Regions from separate parts of the Capsicum annuum genome. Here region 1 is linked to region 2. The links are chromatin contacts, called in public Hi-C maps. All regions are on one chromosome and are shown on one strand. The core of a region is the stretch at or near the end of the contact, and the rest is flanking DNA. Distances in the headings are between cores, read along the strand shown. Region 1 holds the start of LOC107858831 (protein WVD2-like 7). Region 2 holds the start of LOC107858829 (alpha/beta hydrolase domain-containing protein 17B).

Evidence for each region. Hi-C and Micro-C count contacts between places; a contact is called where the count stands out from the background.
Region 1: a contact with region 2 is called in a Hi-C map of leaf, with 3 times the contacts expected there. The contact joins the promoter of LOC107858831 here to the promoter of LOC107858829 in region 2. A contact is called at or near these places in 3 of 5 Hi-C or Micro-C datasets (bud, leaf and placenta).

The regions. Positions count from the first base shown.
Region 1 is chr2:101,828,440-101,831,139 of UCD10Xv1.1, reverse strand. It overlaps LOC107858831 (protein WVD2-like 7), which reads left to right and starts at 1,307. Exons shown (of 9, transcript XM_016703623.2): 1 at 1,307-1,527; 2 at 1,725-2,135; 3 at 2,503-2,700. The coding sequence starts at 1,456.
Region 2 is chr2:101,697,769-101,700,468 of UCD10Xv1.1, reverse strand. It overlaps LOC107858829 (alpha/beta hydrolase domain-containing protein 17B), which reads right to left and starts at 1,414. Exons shown (of 5, transcript XM_016703621.2): 1 at 879-1,414. The coding sequence starts at 1,180.

The DNA.
Region 1 (2,700 bases), core at 58-2,557, 130 kb before region 2:
GAACTACAGACATTCTGATTCATGAGATGCAAATGGGCAGGTTATGCAACTCTGAACTGATGAAACAGCACAAGATACGAATGGACATGGTCTTGTGATGGCCCCGTTGAGGATAGGCATTAGATGTTATGAAGACAAGCTTGAAGGAACGATAGAGCAAAAACAATGAACATGAATGGAAGATACTAATTCTCTCTTGGGTCATTTATTTTGTTTCCAAAGAAGATTCGAAAACATGTTTGATGACTGGTATTCTCATTCATTCTAGCCTCTTTTTCACTTATTGAAGACAAATTCTCTCTGAGACCCCCATATCCAGCAACTGTAACAGCCAATATTTTCTTAATTCAAAGCAAAGTAGTACAACTTGCCATATGCTTTCTTCCTTAAATCATTGTTACTTTTTTATTTTTGGCGCACAGAAGTTATTCGTGTCTAACATTGTCACTGCACTGTAGATTTTCTGAAGTACAGCAGTAGCATGTTGTGAGCATGTGAAAAAATAGTATTAACTGTACTATTTGCTAATAATGGTATTTGCTTGGGTCCATCTATTTGATATGGCGCTTTCACTCTTGGTAAGTTTTAAATGGTTTCCTATGCTAAGCTGCTACTCCAGTTTTTCACTTGAAAAATGACATAATAACAACAGGTGGTTCAACCAGTTGCATTTGTTGTTGCAAACACATGAAATTTCTCCTGTCAATTTTACAGATAGCAGTCTTATGTAAAATAAGCACATCTTGGGAAAAAAAAAACTAATGATGAGAAACACAAACAGTGATCCCATGTCCAATCACTTGCAAGAATATGCTGGAAAACAACATTCTCCGTTTCCTTAGCAGTGTGTTTTCCTCTTATTGCTCTGCAATACAAGTCTCACATAGAGGCGCCATCCTCTAATATGATGATTAAAATTTACCTAAACGCTGACAGAAAACATACAAAATCAAAACTATTTTCTTCTCCAAACGTCACTGTAGATTTGTTGCTCATACTATATTTGGATTATTTACAAATGAAACAAAATACTCCATTCGTTACAATGTAACATTCGTCATTCAACATAATCAGAAAATCATCTGCCACATGCCATTTTCCGAAACAATCGAAACTTTGAAGTATATGATACAAGGCCCCACCTTCAACTGAAAAAGACCTAAGCTTTCTGTATTAGTCAAGCAAGTAGAATTTCCTTTTTCCTTTTTTGCCTCAGCTAGCAGGGGGGCCTACACCTTTAAACAAAGTTTCTCTTTTACACTTTTTTTTCATTTGAATTTCAAATTTAAAACGGCAAGATCCATATAACAGAAAAGGGGCATGTGAGAGAAAATGATTTATGACATGCTAAGACTTTTAAGGGAAACAACAACAGAACAATAATCGTAGTAAATTTTTCTTGAAACATTCTTTTACTGTTCCAGTTCCCTAGTTTGTTTTGTTGCTTGTCCTGTAATGGGAGATTCAGCTCGTCTTATGCATGCCTTCTCTTACACTTCTGCCTTACCACCCAATGAAGCTAAACAGGTACTACATACTATTATGACTTTGTTTCACTAGAGAAAACAAAATATAAAATAAGTAAACACATGAAGAAGTAACCAGACTGTACGTAAAAAGAGTATAACATTGTATATACTATGTAATCTTCTGAAGAACAATCTCATCTCTGTGTCTCCTTCTACTTCCTTGTTTTATTTTATTTTTTCTCGTTGTAAATTCAGGGCCATCGCATGCGTGCTCTAGGTGAGTCAATTTCTCTTGGGAGATTTACTTCGGAGTCATTGGCATGGGAGAAATGGTCCACATTCCCCCACAAGCGTTATGTTGAGGAAGCAGAGAGGTATGCACAGCCAGGTTCTGTTGCCCAGAAAAAAGCTTTCTTTGAAGCTCATTACAAGAAAATAGCTGCCCAAAAGGCTGCAGCTTTGCTTGAACAAGAAAATACCCAAGAAGGTGCCAATACCCTAGCAGTAGATTCCAATGTCAATAGTTCCTTGGAAGGATTTGCTGATGTGAAGGAGAAAGAAAATGCCGCTCCTTTAACTCGTGTAGCTTTGGAGATAGAATCCAAAGAAACAATTTCAGGATCAGAGCCTAGTGAAACATCTCATACAGAGAAACCTTTGCTGAAGGTAAACATGTTCTACTCACACCTGTGGTTTTTACTTGAATTTCTACTCTAGATATAGTAGATGTCATTGTTACTGCTAGGATCAAGCGCTTATCATCGTGCTAGACGTCATAGCTGATAGAAATGACATGCAGCTTTACTTCTTTACCAAACTCATCAGCTAGGCCTAGCACCATGTTCGACCATGACTCCGCCCCTGGCCACGCCTGCCCATCACTTGAACTCACAATGGCAGGATTTGGGCGTTACCCAATAGTTACCCTTGCAAATGAGATTAAGAAGTTGATTAATTGATGGTTTGATTAACTGATTGATTGATCTAAACTAATATGCTAGTGTATGGAGACTGATTTTCTTCCTTGATTCAGCAGAGTTCCAGCTCTAAGCAAGATGATGATGTTACATCTGCGACGAGCAAGAAAAGATCAGCTTTTTCTTCATTCAAATCATCAGTTCACTCTATAAAGTCTAAAATTCCACCTTCACCAGCTAGGCACAACATTTCTCGTCATGTCAATTACAATAAAGAAAACAATTTCACTCCAATCACAAAGAATCCCACATCA
Region 2 (2,700 bases), core at 165-2,664:
GTAACAGTTGATAAAAGTTGGAAAATCTAGGGTTAACGATGATTTAGGATTTGAGGATTATAATCCAGTAACTTCCAACGTAGGAGCTACTTAGATGCTAGTGGTACCTCTAGGCGAGTGATGGAAAGAGGTAACGTAAAATGAGTGTCGACTCTTGTTTTCATAATCTGATTATATCCTTGGAAGTTGAAGATTCAATTTCATATACTGTCTACTATCAGCTAATCCTGTTGCCACGAGGCATTAAACAGCAACAGGCCACGACAGAACAACAAATTCGCAAATTCTATATATCCTATATATTTGAAAGTACTCTCAAAGCAATACCAGGATTGGTAATCGTGATTAGGAAATAAAAGCAATCCCAATATCAGAATCTAAAGTGTTAAAGCTCTTGCTTCCATCTACTCAATGAAAAAAAAAAAAAAAAAAGGAAAGCGGCCAGTCTCCCAGGCTGACCCAAAACTAAAAATTTAGAAACTACTAGAAGCTTCAGCCCCACTTTGTGGGATTACACCGGGTATGTTGTTGGTTAGCAAACGTGTAGAATAACCAATATTACTACTACACCTCAATCCCAAATTAAACCATTCAGGAATCCGCATCGGCTATATAAATCATCCACTCCACCCAGCTCTACTTGTACCCAATTCCATTCCAATACTAAAAAAAAAGTTAGTCTTTTAAGCAAATTAAGATATCTAAAACTAGAGGTTCTTTTGTAACACTAAAATATGATCCCTAAAACTAGCATACAAGTCCCTAACTTGCTAAAAATCAAGTTCCTTTTATTTCTATAATCAAGTTGTATATGCCAGCTTTCTCGCACTCAAGACTTTTCAAAGAGATAAAGAAAAGAGAAAGAGAGAGTAAAGTACCCTAAGATATTAACCCGCAAGTGGATGCTCAATTCAATGAAAAGCTCATACATCTGACCCAAATCTGCCGCATTTCCATGTGAATACAATAGAGTTGAGGCAGCCATAGGATGCCTAACGTGCATAGCAACAATCTCAGTACCTTTACGAGTTGGCAACTTAAGTACTTCAACATTTTCACGATGAGGATAAGGGCTAAGCAGCAAAAGACCGGTCAGATCATCTTTAATAAGCTTGTATGAAGGTGGATTTGGTGGGAAAAATGCAAACTTGGCTGCCATTGATGAAGTTACCCCTCCCATTCTTAAAGAGTTTTGGGTATTCTTGGTTGTTAATTAAGATTGAAATTAAGTGCTTGAAATGGAAATATTATAGATAGGAAGACTCATTGATTGTGGATCAATATTCGTAAGTATATTTCTCTTTTAGTAGTAATCGAAATTCTAGAAGAGAAAAGAACTTTACACTCTGGATATTATTTTTACTCATGTTGACGACATACACTAGACGACTAAAGCCGACAGAAAACGTGGAATATAATGTGGTTATTGGTCGGTTAGGGTCCCCCTTTATCTTCTCTCTCCATTTATCACTTTCATCTTTTATGATAGAATCACTGAGAATTCATTGTATGGAGTATGTATGGTGGTGTTTGAATAAAGTTTTACAAAAACTGTAAATTTGTTCAAAAACTTACCCATGGTAATGTATTGTCAGTGTAAATATTACGTTTGTTTTAGTTGTTATATATATTGTTGATCATATTTTATTCTTTATACCAATATCTTTTTATAATAGTCTTATCTCGTGCCCTACTTTTCTAGCGAATTTATTCTTCAATTATTGATACGTGAGATTAAATTCATGTCATCCCGGTTAGCCAGCAATATCAAAAACTATATTTCGTTGAGCTATTTTTTTTTTTTTTTTCCAAATAGAAAAGGAAAAAGGGAAAGAAAGGTTAGCTTTATGTCCTCAGTGATTCTAGTTTGATCAAGGAAACCAACAAAAAATAAATTTGCCAAGGACATTACAAATTTAGTCGAGAGGAAGAAGCTTATAACATCATAGTCGTCTGTCTATAGTTATCTTGGCAATACTGAATTACTGATCTTCCAATATGCTAGTTTCAATATCTGGTTCATTACTTTGGTCATTTGATTACAAAATATACGAAAACCAATAACCCTTAAAAGAAGATTTTGCAACTTCATACTGCTTGCTTATATTTACTGAGATTTGGGAGCTAAGATTTCCATGATGAAAGACCTTTTAACTCCTTTTAAAAAGATGGGGAAAATGACAAAGATACAGGGGGGAAAAAAAAAGCCCCAGGGGTATGTGTGGAATGTATAGGAAAGCAAGCCACCAACCTCATTTGAAAAGCAAAAGAGGCAAGTGACTAGTTGGGCAGGACGTCCGGAATTACATCAGATTGAGTTAAAGTGGCATTAAAGAAGGTAATATGTCTCTTCCCCTTAGCCTAAAAAACTGCTGCTAATCATTTGTTGAGATTTTCTCACTTAAAAGAGAGTTGATTCATCCCCTTTTCTTTCTCTGGTCACCAAAAGAAGAAAGATGATAGCTCATTCATTGTACCTACCACCTGCTTTGTAGTAATTTAGGCGGAAAGAGTACCGGGTCTTTTTTTCTATGATGGGCCCACAACAGTTTTCACGCACCTCAACCAACTTTTTATGGGCACCTACGACCAACTGTCAACACAAATACCAGGTATCTCTGCCCATCAAGGGTTGGACACAGATGAGAAGACACTATCTAGTCTCACAAAACCAAAGGATGCATTTAAAAAAATGAATTA